2 separate regions of the Danio rerio genome follow, and region 1 is linked to region 2. The links are chromatin contacts, called in public HiChIP or PLAC-seq maps. All regions are on one chromosome and are shown on one strand. Each heading gives the region's core, a stretch centred on a gene start, on an enhancer-like site or on the middle of the called end of the contact. The rest is flanking DNA. Distances are from core to core; before and after follow the strand shown.

Region 1 (4,959 bases), core at 2,012-4,511, 93 kb before region 2:
GTGCTGTGTGATAGTTAATACTATACTATTAATAATGAAAAGAAATAAACCATTATTAATAAGGTTATATTTTACGCTGATAAGGTCTTGTCAGCATCTTCATGATACCTTTATACTCTTTTATAAACATTGTTCAACTAGAACAATCCACTGCCTTAATTAACAGAGCAAAGAGTTCAACAATTCTTCATTGGAAACAAATACATAACAATTTGATCTCCATTATTAAAACTTAAGTGATTTAATTTAACAACATAGGAGAATAGATTAAGATGCCTTTTCAGATATAGGTGACAACAAACATCTTTTCTTTCGGTTTGATATGTTTTACACTAACTTTATTAGGCACTTTTGTCCATTTATGTACGTCTCTGATATTATGTATATAGTTTTTTTCTTTTTTATACTTATTTACAGGTTTCTATATGCATATATATTCATATATGTGTGTTTGTTTATGTGTGAATACATAAATTTGTATTTTTTTAATTTTGTTACATATTGTTATCAACCATGCATTGAACCAAGTCAGTGTTAACGAATTCTGCACCATTGTTGATAACCATGTTTACTAAAAACACATAAAAAAAATTTAAGTAAAAGAAAGGTACTATTAGGAACAAAAAGGTTTCTGATTACTGATACATTATATAGATTATTGGTTCTGCTATTGTTAAACCCTAATTTGTTTAATTTGTTTATATCCATATTTGGTAAGTATGTAGCTAGAGATAAAGTAATTATGTTACTATTAAGTCAGCAACGTTTATAACACACCTTTTAGCTTAAATACACATTCAAATGTGTAGTGTTATTTTTATATGTTTCCTTTTAATTATATTTGTTTAAAATAACAGTTTGATATTATGAGCCCAAGCAATATTTAACATTCCCTGTCTTTTGTTGCAGAGTTGCAAAAACTGAACACTTTTTTTCAAAAGCAGAACATGTTTTGGAACTCTAGCTTACATTTATTTTAGTCACATATCTGACATCTGCCCAACTTCCACATTTCGAAAATGTAAACAGTGGTACCATTCTTGTTTATGTCTTGGTTTTGTGGTATAGAATTGGTCCCATTTGGGAATATTCAGGAATAGATTTCCAACACAGGAGTTCTGGGCAGCGCTTAGACTCATAAAAACTGTTGCTCTTTTATCACTTACATTTACTATCCTCTACCTCTGTTCATTTAACTTAAAGATTACAAAAATATAGACATAACACAATGGATTACATTTTCATTCCAAAAAAAAATTGAAGCCACCATAACTACCAAATAAATGTACAAAATTCCTAAATGATTACATGTAAATCACATTTCACATTTCTGGGTTTCTCAGCAGCATAAGTATTTTTTTTGCAATCCCATTTGCTGATATAATAAAAGAAAAACACCACGATGGTGTTATAAAGACTTTCAGAGAAAGGGGGAAAATAGTGTGAGACTGATGACAACAAACAAATTTACTCTCAGCCCGATAGATGCTGCATTACAATCGTCTCACATAAGTAGTAATTCGTTTTTTGTAATTTGATACAAAGATGATATATAATACATAAATAAATGCATATAAATCTTCATACATTTTTCAATTTATATATAAAATATGTATCGTTTACGTATTGAGCATTTATGTTTTTTAAATATTAAAATCCTTCAAGGATTCAATTCTTGGTCAAAACTTCTTTACACCACTGCAGAGTTTTTGCCGTTTTTAATGACTATATTTTATATTGTGACATGAAATATTCTTATAAAAGCATTCAAGTTGCAAATGATAACATCGTCAGCATGTTTTGTTCTTTTTAATTATTATTTTGAACTTCAAACACTGAAACATTAAACATTCATCAGACAACATTTTTATTTGCATTCATTTTTTTCAGTAGTTAAAATATGTTTATTTGTTTATTCAAAAGAACTTAAAATGATAATTTAATAACTTTATTGTGCAAAAGTTTATTTATTTTATAAATGTACACACGAACATGTCTTTAATTCATTTTAGCTTTAGATGAAACAAACAAATTACTTTAGGCTGTAATTGATGCAAAAGATTCAATTATTTGCAGAATGACTCAATATTCTTACCAAAGCATTACATTTATGGAAACAGTTTATATTATTTTGTTGATTATTAATTAATTCATGAATTTATTTATTTGTTTTTTGTTTAGTTTAATGACAGAGACATTGAAAAATTTTACATTCTTCAATCAAAATTTACATTTGCATCATTTTTTGCAGAAATACAACATTTTGCACTCAATGATTTAGTATTTCTCTTTGAATAATAATTTTATTAATAGCTTGATTGTGCTCTGGGTTATTTAGGTATAAACAAACAGTAAAGTATCCCTTTAATGAATTTTAGATTAACATTGTTTTTTATTATTATTCTAGCTTTTTTTACATTTTAATTTTGCAATTGTATTTTTTGCAAAAAAAATTGTTATTCTATCATTTATTTTTTATTAACTTATTTATTTTTTTATGTAGAGTACAATTGTCCTTACCATACATTGTTTTTTCACACCTATATTTGATTTGATTACTTTATGCTTGTCTTATGTAAGACCTACTTTGTTTGTATATTTCTTAGGATAAAAAATGCAAATCATTTCTGGGCTATTCAGTTATTTCGGACAGATACTGTTCAATGTATAACCTCAATTAATCCTCACCATCATCATCATCAATGCCGCATTGATGATGAAGACGAAGATCAATAGAAAAACCATTAAACCGTATCTTTCTGATGCTATCAATTCAAGCCCATCACGCGTTTCCTTCACAATTTCCTCCTTATTAAATTAGCATTCCGACAGTGTAATTTAGATTTAACACGACTCCAGCTTCTGACTACTGATTTGCGACAAATCCAGCACTGGAATGTTTTCGGTATGGAGTGTGCAGAACAGAAGAATGCTTCAGCTACTCCCACTTCTAGGAGATCCAATCCGAAACGACCAGCTGTTTCAAGGCGCCCCTCAGAGTCCGTCCAAAGCAAAACAATACACGGAAAAACATAAAAATCGTCGATGTTCGCCTATTTTAGCGTTTTATCTTCTTAAACGGCACATCTGATCGTATTGGTGGTGTCTTTTCCCGAAATACTGTTTTGGAAATAGCCCAGCTACGGGGTTGTTTATCTGTAGTAAGGGGAACTTGAAACCGTCCCTGCCCCATGTCCTCGGTTGTTTTTCTTCTTTCGCCTGGATTCTCCATGTTGTTGGAGAAAAAGTGAGGGCTTTACCTAGACTAGAGGGGGCTATGGATAAATATACAAGCGATAAAGTAAACCGAGACGCGAAGCCTAGAAAATAGCAGATAAGAAAAAACACAACAAAGTGTCATGCCCCTCCCATGTGGAAGAGAATAGAAGGCGGGAATAAATAAATATCAAAATAATTTGTCGCTGTAGGTTTGAGATTGTTTGCGCCAACGGAAATTATTCATTTCAAGCCTCGCTAGCTTTTAATGCCACTAAATGCGGACCGACTGTTTGTCGCTGGAAAAGGTTGGTTGGACGTTGAGGGCTGTGCGTTTGTTAGATGGAAAGTTCTATCATCACTCAAGTGCAGAGAGAGGATACTCGGTTGTCTTCGAAAACAGGTAGGCAAAGCTCTGTCACTTGCTAAACGGCGCTGTCAACTCTTTCTGATCGCGCATTTTCTGTCTGCCATTTTCGCGTCACTCTCTTCGATGTGCGATTCGAACTCGTTCGATGCTCTCGCGGTGACAGTTATTTGTCATATCGTGCTGACTGACATGTCAGTTCTGAGCGGAATTCGTTAAGTTCCGACCGTTGGAACTTAACGAAGAATTTCGCTTCGTATGACGAAATACGCGCTTTCTTTTGTTTGTGGCTTAAATCTGTGCCTAACTTAATTTGTATTATTTACACGCTTTTCCGTTGCAGTCAAGCATTGCTGAATGTTTACGTAATGTGATCAGTTTTAAAAGGATTTCTAAAAGACGACACTGCTTTTCTCTCTGTTAAAATTGTGTTTTTCTATTAATTTGGGAACATTGTGTAATGTGTAATTAATTATGTATTTATTAATTTAAATAATTATATATGTTTAATTATATACTCTAGCTCCTTTACACAATGAATACAATTTGGCACTTGAAAACATACTGTAAGCAATGCTGCGAATATATTTGGTGTTGTTTCCTCATTTGTGAGCGTCTTGGTTAATGTATAATTTAAGCGACATCTTGTTTTAACGTTATGCAGATTGTGATGTAAAACATTTCCTTTTTAATTGACTTAACTTACTTACACTCGCGAATGTCACACTCTAACCGAAGAGAAACTAGGTGAAATATCGAGCTAAAATGTGGAAAAACACGGGCCTAATGGAGAGCGCAAGGTGCCGCGCTGGAATGCACAACACACCCCTCGGCACACGCCCTCCATCTGCCGCGACGAGCTCACGTTTAAACCTCAACGGTTCACGAAGGCCTTTTCTAGACGTTTAACGAGTAAAATGTCGCGCTGTTACGCAGAAAATTGCATAGTAACTATGTTGTAACCCTTTACTTACTACCTGATGGGCCAGTGTGTGTCCTCATGGTGTTTTGGTGTGCAGTTGGGACTGGTGTTTATCGTGTGTTGTAAATATGCGCAGAGCTGCGCGCTTATTATAGAGCTGACGCAAACGCCTTGTAAACACCGGTCCTTCTAGTGTGACTCTACAGCACTGGTGTCAATTAGGCTATTATTACAGATGTTTACGATCTCTGTATTCGTGACTTACGAGCAGCCATAATGTTGGGAAAACAGCCAAGTCGAGTGTGCACAAATTCCTTGAAGACCCCTTGAACTCGCTTCATATTTGCTGGCATGCAGTGCAATGTGTGACTTTTTGTATTTGTGACAGTCTCAGAAATGAGGATGTGAATTGGTGCAGTAGTTATGTGTAATATTGTTCAATCAATTTGATTTG
Region 2 (5,031 bases), core at 1,078-3,577:
TAGGAACATTTGGCAGCTAATGATATTTTGTTTTTCTTGTTCAGCGATGAAGATTCAGTAGATCTGTGTGTAGTAGGATGACCTGAACTGTTCCTCAATACTGGATGGTGTAGATCATCCAAACACGATGTAGATCCTACAAAGCGGTCATTGGGATTTGGATTTAGAAGGCTTGTTTTTTCTGTGCTTGGTTGTTTTTTCTCAGCCTCTTTCCCAAACAACCTTTTGAACTTGTCAAGAGATCCCGTTTCAAAAGACAGGGTTAATTTACGAGGTGGTGTAGCTTTAAATGTCTTTGAGGGACCACCATAAAAAACATGTTTTTCTTCTTCGGTGTCATTTAACGGCATCCTTCTCTTTTTTGGAGAGGTTTTATTTGGGGTGTAGAATTTCTGCAAACTATCTTGTGCTTCTGGAAGTGAAATCTTGTGCGATTTGCTTCCCATCACATTTTTGTTTACAGCAAGCGGTGAATCAGTATGGCTTATATTTGAACAAACTGCATTTTCATCTTCTTCGTGGTTGTTATTAATTTCAGCAGCACCAACAAGTGTGGTCTGAAAAGGCAAATCTTCACTCTGAAGTGCTTTTCCTTCATCAGATTCAGTGTATATTGATTCCTGCTCTAACATTTGCACACCATCAGCGACGTCCACAACACTTGAATCATTTTTCTCAATCATCGTTTCACATGCTTCATTTGTTTCCTCAGAACTGCGCTTTTGTTTTTCTGAGCTTTCTGCATTTCTTACTGGACTACATGGTAGACCATCATTACTGATCGTGTTTAACTCCGACACCAGGTTTTCTTTAGTAAGGAATGCCTTTACCCCTTCTTCAATGCAGATGAGCACATTATCCCAGTCTTTGAACTCTATCAGAGACTTGGCTGGTTCGAGGCATATGTCATACTCTGAGTAATGACATTTGATATTTATCACATAAATGCCATGGAGATCATATCCTCCCTTCTGTTTGGGGCTGGATGTTACCGGATATGAGGTTGGGCTGTTGTTTTGCCTTGCAGCACCGCTTACTCTCTTTAAAAGGCAGTTTAGTGTTTTATGAATGCGTGTCTTTAAAAGAAGCCTCTCATTTACAAATAAAAATTGCAAACTGTTGTTGTAATGGCCCTCACGGCCTATATGACCGGTTATTTGGAACTGCTCGTGCTCATAATTGACTTCTCCAAGCTTTTGGGCTCGATTTAAGCCATGAATTTGGACAAACCTATAATAGGTACTGCTTGTTTTAGAGAGCTGCACCATCATGTGTGCTGAATTTTCTTTTTTCACTGTGAATGACACAGATGGATGCATTAAAGATATGGCCTCCACTCTCTGACGGATTCGTTCGGTTTCTAAAACAGGATCCATTCGCTTTCTACGGACTGGCATGTTGTGGAAGAGATTGTAGACTGAGACGGTCGTCCCTGCAGAAGGGCGAACAGTTTGAGCTTCGAAAACCTCCAATGCATTTGTTTCATTAAAGGATTTAACATACGTTTTCACAGACTGCTTAGTCCTAGATGATATTTCCACCATTTCTGCAAGGGAAACTATACTGGAAATGGCTTCTCCTCTGAAACCATAAAAATGAAGATTATCCAAATCCTCCAGGGAGCTGCATTTGCTTGTGTTGTAGCGCAGTCCAACTTTCTCCATGTCCTCCAGGCACATTCCTGAGCCATTGTCAATGACCTGAAGCTTGCAGGCCTCTATGTCTATTTTGACAGCCACACATGTTGCTCCAGCATCAATGCTGTTTAATATGAGCTCCTCCACACACTGCTGCAATGAGAAAATAGCAACACCAGAGCGCAGCTGTGCTTGAACATTTATGGGTAAACTCTTGATCATTCTGAAAGACAAAAGTGTTAAAACAATTTAATGCACAGTGAGAAAAAAAGTAAATAATAATAATAATAAACTATTAAATGAAAAGAACGACGCTCGTTAAGTAAAGAATTGGCATTATTTGCATTATTAATTTAACTTAAGAAGCGTCAATACCTTTTTGGTCGGTTTTATGATGTAATTTGTGACAAAAAAGCAGAAAATAGTCGCCTGTGAGCTTTGACAGTTGCCATGTAACAACACCGGCGAATTTGCTGTTATTGTCGTAACGTTACTACAACTCGGTCCTTTTAAAACGCCGGTTTCCTCTACAGCTCAGTGTAACAGGGCACTTCTGTAATGTGATATAAACAACGTCCGTCCTACATTTGATTCGGTAATTCATTTAAGCAGTACAACCATTATTTGTGTTGCGTTTACAAACTACTTTCACCCAAAACAACGTGAATTGCACCGGAAGTGACGTCGAATGAGGAGAAGCGGCGTGAAGCAAGCGACTGGAGAACGTCACAAATAAAAGACTTTATAACGCCGATAAATTTTAATCTTTTGTTAATATTTTAAATGTAATTTATAAAAAATATATAAACCTATGTTTTTATGTTTTTCTTGCAAAGCAATGGCCATTTCAATAGAAATGGAAAAATATTAAATAAACCTATAAAGATATTAAAAGCAAGTTGCACGTAAACATTTTTTTCTTTTTTCTTTTTTCTTTTTTTTTTTTTTGAACTTTACTGAATAAAGTAAACAATACTACTTTAAATGGCCTGGTGCAAAATACAAACCTCCTTAATCAGACAACAGACAAGCTTAATAAACAAAATGTAATAGAGAAAAAAAAAAAAAAAAATATATATATATATATATATATATATATATATATATATATATATATATATATATATATATATATATATATATATATGTATATTCCGCTGTGGCGACCCCAGATTATTAAACGGACTAAGCCGAAAAGAAAATGAATGAATGAAAAAATATAGGGTTTTTCAGCAAGTTCAAGTTGTTCTATTAAATCACATAGAATTGCAGCATTCTTTTTCTTCAATTTGCTTAAGCTATAGAAAATAAAGACATAATACCTTGTGAAATACATAAGATTTGGGAGAAACTCTTAAGAACCTATTCTAATGTAAAAAAAAATGTAAAAAAGAATTTCCCAAAAATAATAATTGTGTTAATTGCTAAATTACCAAACAGTACATTTTCTTTTGTTGAAGCATGAAAATCTTCAAACTTAGAAAATAACCAATAATGTAAATCTTCCCAAAAGGCACAAGCAAATTAACAGTCATAGAAAAGATGCTCTGTAGTCTCAATTTGATCATCACAAAAGGAACAATTGCTTTCATCAAAACCAAATCGCAAAAATCTTTAGAAGGATAGATTCCATTTGGAATTTAAAAATGGACTTCCTTTACTTTTAGTGCCACTGGGAACTTTAAATATTTACTTCTAAGCATTTAGTTTTTCCTTAAAGAAATAATAAAATAAAACATTTGTATTTGAATGAAAGGGATATAGTTCTTTATTAAAAAATATTCCGGATTATGGTATTGGATAAGTGGATATTCATATCCATACACTCCATTCACCAAAGGCTGAGGAAGACAAGGTGTTATATTATTTTGAGATTACAAGACATCTGCAATAAAGATTGTGGGATAGCTTTGATGATATTAGTTGTACGTAAACTAATGCTATACTAACGCCTACCAAATCATAAATATAAGCTTCCATCAGTTAAAATATAATAACAGTATTGTTATTTTCATTTTATTTTAGCAATTTGATTACATTAGATTAATCAAAACAATCTCTATATATATGTCAAATGTTAACGTTTTATTTTAATTTATAAATTAAACAAATCCCTTTTTATTACAAAAATTCTAATATGAATTTGATTATTTTTACCCAAAACTAATAATTAAAAAGGTTTTCAAGTTTTTTATTTAATTAAAGATTGAAAAGTCTAAAAGGATTGCAACATTACATTTTATACAAAAAAATTACATAAACTTATGTTTAAAATTATGAATAAATGTAGTTTGCAGCGGTTTTCATTAACAAAACATAAGTTTTACTCAAACACATGACTTTAATGTTGTTTAGAGCATTTTTCTCTTGTTGTTGTTGTTGTTACATAAAATAATAAAAACATGCCATATTTTCAGGCATATTTATATTCCTCTTTACACAAAACAATACAAGTAGTTTCAATCCAGAAGAATTAAAAAAATATTTGGTGGAACAAGCTTAATTCTCAGTCACAACAATTGAAAACACTATGTCATTTTATTTTTAAAAAGCTCTAAAATAGCTCGCATCAACCCATCTAATGACCTCGAGTGCAACAGGTTCAGCAACTCTAATTCATATGTTTTGGTCCTGTCCTTCCCTGCTTTCTTTTTGGAGGAGAACATTTATCTCGTTTTCTGTTATTACAACTGTTGAAATTCCACCTTGTCCATTTATTAGTTTATATGGGGTTCTGCACCTGGCCACTCTTTACCCTCTTACTTTGCAGACTTTGTAGCCTTCTTAACCCTTCTGGCTAGGCATTTAATTGTTCTGAACTGGAAGAGCCCTTACCCTCCTTCCCACACTTGCTGGATAAGAAATGTTCTTAATTTTAAGAAATTAGAGAAAAACTCTCTTCACCGATCTAACACTGTTTTCAATAAACTGTGGAAACCTCTTCATGAACATGTCCAAACTTTTTAGCTTGACCCCAACTTCCAGCTAGGTACTGGATACTTGTTTTGGTTAGCACGCCAGACCTGTATTTTCTGTATATAAGATTGCAGTAGTGTTTTTTACATACTCTTCAGTGTATTTGATTATTGTTACATGTTTTTGTTGTCCTTTGTTTTTTACCTTTTTATAATGTGTTTTTCATTCATTCATTCATTTTCTTTTCGGCTTAGTCCCTTTATTAGTCTGGGGTCGCCAAAGCGGAATGAACCGACATGTTTTACAATGTATAAATAAAACATTTTAAAAAGCTCTCAAAACAATATCAATAAAACAATATGAAATATTAATACGCAAGATATAAAAGAGATTTTTTTTATCTGAAGAAAAAGTTTTAATTCAACAAAATATTGCGATATAACAAAATCTGTAATAGCAATACTCTTACAGATTTTGT

The links. HiChIP or PLAC-seq counts read pairs in DNA pulled down with a chosen protein or histone mark.
Region 1: an H3K4me3 HiChIP or PLAC-seq map of gastrula embryo shows a contact between it and region 2, with 2.6 times the contacts expected there. The contact joins the promoter of ctdsp2 here to the promoter of mlh3 in region 2. A contact is called at or near these places in 3 of 18 Hi-C or Micro-C datasets (embryo, hematopoietic stem cells and an unstated tissue) and 3 of 4 datasets of contacts at active chromatin or transcription factors (caudal fin, embryo and gastrula embryo).

What each region holds. Positions count from the first base shown.
Region 1 is chr23:27,622,613-27,627,571 of GRCz12tu, reverse strand. It overlaps ctdsp2 (CTD (carboxy-terminal domain, RNA polymerase II, polypeptide A) small phosphatase 2), which reads left to right and starts at 3,261. Exons shown (of 7, transcript NM_199544.1): 1 at 3,261-3,619. The coding sequence starts at 3,559.
Region 2 is chr23:27,528,261-27,533,291 of GRCz12tu, reverse strand. mlh3 (mutL homolog 3 (E. coli)) reads right to left here and starts at 2,327. Exons shown (of 12, transcript XM_691647.9): 1 at 2,013-2,327; 2 at 1-1,860. The coding sequence starts at 1,859.